Linked DNA regions of Xenopus tropicalis: region 2 is linked to region 1. The links are chromatin contacts, called in public Hi-C maps. All regions are on one chromosome and are shown on one strand. Each heading gives the region's core, a stretch centred on a gene start, on an enhancer-like site or on the middle of the called end of the contact. The rest is flanking DNA. Distances are from core to core; before and after follow the strand shown.

Evidence for each region. A called contact is a pair of places that touch in the nucleus more often than the background predicts.
Region 2: a contact with region 1 is called in a Hi-C map of brain, with 2.6 times the contacts expected there. The contact joins the promoter of fgf8 here to the promoter of dpcd in region 1. A contact is called at or near these places in 2 of 5 Hi-C or Micro-C datasets (brain and tailbud embryo).

Annotation. Positions count from the first base shown.
Region 1 is chr7:30,779,702-30,783,108 of UCB_Xtro_10.0, forward strand. dpcd (deleted in a mouse model of primary ciliary dyskinesia) reads left to right here and starts at 1,877. Exons shown (of 6, transcript NM_001102805.1): 1 at 1,877-2,143. The coding sequence starts at 2,080. poll (polymerase (DNA) lambda) reads right to left here and starts at 1,797. Exons shown (of 11, transcript NM_001100246.1): 1 at 1,768-1,797.
Region 2 is chr7:31,020,003-31,023,470 of UCB_Xtro_10.0, forward strand. It overlaps fgf8 (fibroblast growth factor 8), which reads right to left and starts at 1,253. Exons shown (of 5, transcript NM_001008162.1): 1 at 918-1,253; 2 at 794-830. The coding sequence starts at 949.

The DNA.
Region 1 (3,407 bases), core at 627-3,126:
TTGGTTATATATTCATTATTATATTTATTACCTGTCATTCATATGAAGAGTTGGGTGTAACCTACAATTTTACCAGATCCAACTAACATTTTATCATCTGAATTTACATTCACTAAAGCAAGAACTGCCAACTCTTCTTTTAAAAGTGGATATGGAATAGAAATCCTGTATGGTTTTCTAATAATTACAGCAGCAGACTGAACTACTTATAGTGCAACCAGGCAATCTGCATGTAAATTTACTCTGAAACATGTGTTATATTAAATTTGTGTTGCGGGTTCCCAGTCTGTACACTATGGGGCTGATTTACTAATCCACGAACGTCCGAAAAGCGTCTGAATGTGTTTTTTTCGTAATGATCTGTATTTTGCGACTTTTTCGATCGCTCAATACGAAAAAGTTGCGACAATTCGCAAAAGTCGTAAAGGCTATGAAAAAGTCACGACAATTCACTAAAGTCATAATGGCTATGAAAAAGTCGCGACAATTCACGAAAGTCATAATGGCTATGAAAAAGTCGCGACAATTCACGAAAGTCATAATGGCTATGAAAAAGTCACGACAATTCACGAAAGTCATAATGGCTATGAAAAAGTTGCGACAATTCACAAAAGTCATAATGGCTATGAAAAAGACGCGACAATTCACGAAATTTGTAATGGCTATAATAAAGTCGCGACAATTCGCGCAAGTCATAACGGTTACGAAAAAGTCGCGACAATTTACGAAAAAAATCACAAAAAATACGAAAAAGTCGCAAAATGTTAGTTTTCCAATCCGAATTTTTCTCATTCGGATTCGTGGATTAGTAAATCAGCCCCTATATGTGGCTTTAACTCGCAGACTGGGGTTACCTGATGATGGGATTTCCAGCCAAAACTATCAACCCGGGCAGAGTCATTAAGAAAGGACTGTGTTTCTATGTAGCATCTGCCTGATGGGAGTTTCCTGCCAGAAATATCATTACCTGGCCAAACCCTGAGTAGATACAGGTAGGGAGATCATCGCTTTTGCCCTGTGCATCGGCCATTAGGCTGCAGACTGCCAAGAGAGGCAGAGTTGGCTTACAATATCAACCCACATATGGCCAGCTTACTGGCAATGGCACAGAGAGACTGGCAGTGGGGAGGCAGTAAAACTCACAATTGCCCTCTACTTTTTTTTATGGTATCGTCTGGACTGGTGATTACTGTTAACCCCAATGGGAGGCATTTCTTGACCTCCCATTGACCAATAAAGTCAATGGAGCTTTTTCCACCAAAGGGAATCTCCCCATTGCCCTCAGAGTCAGTGGGCTTATATATAGGAACCAGTGGCTAGGGTTACCACAAAATGAACCCAGGGCTGCTAAATCAATCTTTTCGTCCTTCTAGTAAAATTGGCATTATTCCCCCACCCTACCCTACCCCACCCCACCCCACCCCAAGCAATAAACAGTAGCAAATAATATAAGTACACTTAATAACAGACCATTGTGATTGCCTAATGTTCTGCTATACAAACAGCTACACTAAGGAAGGTAATCAATACTTTCTCTTATGGAACCCAAACCCTAAGTAACAGTACGGTTTAATGTGTGATTATGTGTTATTTTCTTTCCCCAGCAGCTCTCCAGCCATCTCGGAGGGAGATGTAGTTCCACGATTCTATATATCACTGCTATAGATCACTGCGCCCAAATAGTTACATGGAAAATACACACACAGCGCCCCAAACAGAGAAACAAACAGTAACTTATCGCTTTGTCCCCCCCTCACATTCACTTACTAGAGTTCAACACCACATCTATAAACATACACGGACATTTAATTAGGTCACTTCCGTATCCGGATGACTCGGAAGTGGTCACCGGAGTCCATTGCTTAATGAGCCCGATAATAAGAGAATATATAATATCCCGTTACAGCAGTAGCTTTGTAGAGACGTTTTATATTTTGGGATAGGTATGTTGATAGGTTTTGTGTACACGTTACAAGGCAGTCCGCTGCGTTACTATGGCAACTCAGGTCGGTTTGCCTAAGAGGCCGGCAAGCTTTGGGTTGCTATAGTAACTCGGCCCCGCGTGTGACAGGTTCCAAGATGGCGCTTCCAAGCTGGCTGGAGAGTCTGAAGGCTGCGCAGAAAACGTGCATTTTACAGGATGGTGAGTGTTCTTGTGGGAACGCAGTCACATCGGCTTGGGCTTTAATGCTGTGAGAAAGATATAGAGCTAACGTTAACCATATTCATTCATTCAACCTCCTCAATAACCAAATCCCATGCTTTATTTGTATAGCGCCTACACAGATTATATTCAATACACTGCCCTGGTGGAGTTTAAAATCTTAGGCCATAAACATGTAAACTATGTCCAGCCAGTAGCCTGGTAAAGCTGAACAAACTCGCAGGGGAACTGCTGAACTGATAACTGAGGATACATAAGCAGAAATTCAGGAGGGCTGTGATTGGCTATTTGGTAGCCCCTATGTGGGCTGGCAGCCAAGAGAAGGCTCTGTGTGGCTTTACACTGGGTTTTTATGCAACCAAAACTTGCCTCCAAGTCAATAATTCAAAAATAAGCCCCTGCTTTGAGGCCACTGGGAGTAACACCCATGTTGCTCACAGGACACTGGCTGGGGATAAGGTTTTAGACCAAATTGTTAGGTTCTGTCAGTTAATAGTCCCATAACCAAAGATGATTTACAACAGGACCTGCAGGTTTAGTTCAATAAAGGACAACTAATCCCATGCATAATAACAAGCATATAACAAACAAGTCTCATATTTGATCTCCCCCCAATCAAATCCTTCTATTCTTACCTAGGGGCTTAATGTCTCATTTTTTTTTTTTAGTTTAGGGCGAGGTCACACAAAGCGCATACCCACTTCTCTCAATCCTGCGTTTTTTCGGCCAGGCTGAGAGAAGCGGATCTGCTTTCTTGTGCTTCTCTGTGTGCCTGCATTAAAGGTTATGGCAACTGCCTGAGTGTGGGCACACGGGAAAAAAACCCAAAAGCATAGGGAAGCAGATCTGCTTCTCTCAGCCTGTTTGAAAAACGTAGGGTTGAGAGAAGGATATATACACTTAGGGGCTGATTTACTAACCCACGAATCCGACCCGAATTGGAAAAGTTCCGACTTGAAAACGAACATTTTGCGACTTTTTCCTATGTTTTGCGATTTTTTCGGATTCTGTACGAATTTTTCGTTACCAATACGATTTTTGCGTAAAAACGCGAGTTTTCCGTATCCATTACGAAAGTTGCGTAAAAAGTTGCGCATTTTGCGTAGCGTTAAAACTTACGCGAAAAGTTGCGCATTTTTCGTAGCGTTAAAACTTAACGCTACGAAAAATGCGCAACTTTTCGCGTAAGTTTTAACGCTACGCAAAAATCGCAAAATACCGATCATTACGAAAAAAACGCAAT
Region 2 (3,468 bases), core at 3-2,502, 240 kb after region 1:
TCTCCCCTCGGTGCCTCACTCTCCCTCCTTATACCCTCTCTTTCGGTGGGTGAGCCTATTCTTCCAGCTCTTGCATGGACAATATGTTTAGATGCCGATGCCAGCTCCAATGTGGGCAACATATGGAGAAGGTCTGCTTGCCATACGCTTCTTGCTCCTCTCCCTATGAGATCCAAACAGTTCTTTTTCTTTTTTAAAATAGCTCTTCATAGTTTGATGCTCCCTTTCATTTTAAATTATCACATGAATGGGAACTGTATAGATATACAGCAGAGCAGAGCAACAGTTGATAACTAAAAAAAAAAAACTCTGCATTTAATCTCCATGTTTCCTTACTGGCCCTGATATCTATAAGTTAGGGCCACTATTGATCTGTCCCAGCAAATCACAGAACAATATTGCCCTGATAATGAGTTTTTTGTTTAATTATTACAACTTAGGCCCCTAACATTCCTAAGGCTGGTTCCTACAGCACAGATCCAAAGACAAGTCCCTATAAATCTTATCCAGTAAGATCAGTTCTAATTACTAGTAAGGGAAGTGTGGGTACTGCAGAAATGATACCCAGTGACCCCTAATCTAGTGGGAGAACCAGGCACCCCAAATATTGGTTTAGCAGCTCATTCTGCACATTAGACTGGCAGTGAATTTGGATTTGATATTATAATTCGGCTCTTTGGAAGAAAATATAATAGTAAAAAAAGTCTAAAGTGAACCTGACTCTGAGCCAATTGAAAAAAAAAAAACATTAACATGCAAGTAGCAGAGGATAGAAAATAAAAATTCAATTTACCTGGGCTTGTAGGCAGATGACAAACAAGTGCAGTAACCTGTAAAAATAGAAGAGAAGGTCCAGTTAGCAAGCAGGGTGCGGGCAGAGTGGGAGCAATGTGGGTGCTGGGTGCCCCAATACTTACAGATAGCCCAGGATGGAGGTGATGTAGCTCATCCTGCCCTGCTGGGTGCCTCTGCCTGTCGGGCTGCCCGATAGTCCCAGGGAGTCGGATTGCAGTGGAGCGGCTGCTCGGCCGATGAGCTGCCCGGCTGGTAGCAGGGGAAGGTGCAGCGCTGCCGTTTCCTAGTCCCGGGAGCTCCCGCAGTTCCCTCCGCCCATCCCCTTGGCCAGGCAGCCGAGTCTGGAAGAGAGGGCACCGAGCCACAGCCAGGGAGACGGGGGGGGTGAGTAGAAACACGCTGCACTCCTTGTCCGAAACAGACGCAGCGACTTCCCAAATAATGATGCTGATAATAACAATAATAGTAATGATAGTGATGGGGAGAGCCTGAGAGCAGCCCCCTGGCGTATCGGTACAATCCCTCCGGCGCTACAGCTGGTGCGGAGCTCACACGGCTCCCCTGCCACTTGCCTCCAAGTGAGAAAAGAAACAGCCGAGATGCGCTGACAATTGTCCCAGTGCTGTGCCGGCCCCCCGGTCCCAAGGCGCAGATGTAGGCGCAGCGCTGTCAGCTTGAGCGCTCAGGAGAGAGAGAGAGCGCAAAGTCAGAGCGCAAAGTCAGAGTAAGAATGCGAGCTACTTCCCAACCTGGGAGGATCACTTTCTCTCGCTCTCTCGCTTCCAAAATGACGTTGTGTTGGGCTGAAGGCAGCGCTTGGTGTGTGAGAGCTGATGATGAAAGTGTTGATGAGTAAGGCTTTCTCCTTCTATGCACAAGCTGCGATCCCACCGGCCAATAGAACAACCTGGCTGAGTGGCTGCGGCTCAGAGACCTCCTGATAGCCCTGAGAGAGTGTGAGTCTGTGTGTTGGCCGCTGTCTCATTGAGCACTAAGTGAAGTGATTGCCAGCGATCAGCCCTTGTCCCTCCTCTTGTCCTGAACTCTCCAATGTCAAACTCCCTTCTCATCTGTCCTGGGTTAAATGTGGGAGGATGGAGCTGGAAACCACCCCCCTTGTATATCTAGGCTCACAGGATGCACTCCATTGTACAGATGGGTTAGAGAGGGCATTTAAATCCCCAATTACCCATTTCCACTTGAAAGGTAAAATCTCTAATTCAGCAGTTCGGGAACAAGTGACTGCAACAAGGTTAAAGCACAGTGTGTGTATATGTACATAGCTTAATACATGCAGATGGTGGATTTGTTTTATAGAGGGACTAGTACACCTACAATCGTTTAATCGGCCTGACCAATTGTCTATATATCCATCTAGCTTAACCCATATCCATCTAATCTATCTGTTATCTATCTGCCTATATATATATATATATATCAATCTCTATACATTCAAAAAGAATGCAAGCGAATATAAGTATTTCTATCAATGATCTATTTATCTATCATCTATTATCTATCTTTTATCTATCTATCTATCTATCTATCTTTCTATCTATCTATCTATCTATCTATCATCTATCTATCTATCATCTATCTATCTATCTATCTATCTATCATCTATCTATCTATCATCTATCTATCATCTATCTATCTATCTATCTATCTATCTATCATCTATCTATCTATCTATCTATCTATCTATCATCTATCTATCTATCTATCTATCTATCTATCATCTATCTATCATCTTTCTATCTAACTATATCCATTTCTCTAGATTCACAAAAAATGCAGGCATATAAAAGTATATTTATCTTTATCTATAATCTATCTATCTAGCTAGCTATCGATCTATCTATCCATCTCTCTGTAGATTCACAAAGAATGCAGGCGTATTTAAGAAAATAATAAATATATACGCAAAACATAACACTTTAGTGCACTTTAGAGTATGAAAAGCAACAGGTCCATTAATGTTCTATAATGAATGTGTTATAAGACCAAAAAGTAGCACCATGTAGAGAACTTTGTCACTGCGGCAATTGGCTTATCCGTGGGCTTTGGGCAGTTCACACGTTTTATCTGCAAACAGCTAATCTCTCCCATCGGGTAGTGAGAATTTTTTAATCATGGCACAGTGGAATTAAGGAAAATTCGGAGGGTTCTGAAAGTGTGAAGTCCATTAGTATTCCTTGGGTTCCCTCTATAGAGGACCTTTAGGGCTGAGTTGTGCAGATGGGCTCAGGCAAACCAGACACAGGTACACTGCACCCAAGGGGCTGAGGACTGGGAGAGAGCCTTTCAGTGCTACAGTTTGTGTATTGGGACAATCGGCTGCTCCGTTCTATGGAAATGTGGGAGACGGATTAATTGGATTAGGTTTTGACTTTGAAAACTAAACAATAAAGTGGCCGATGAATAAAATAGAGCTGTGAGCCCTTGCTCCCAGCCCCACTCACCCTGCCTGCTAGCTGCTCTGGGACATGTGGGCTGGGTGCTGTGCCAGCTGGGCACTGGGGCTCTCTGCCACTTCTGTCCAATTCTCTTTTTATGGGGCGCAAATGAAATTTGTGTTGGGTGTGATATTAACGCTAATCATTAGCAACAGATCAGAGCCCTGTAGAATAGCACTATCTTTAACTCCTGGCCCTTTAGCTGAGATAGTGCAGC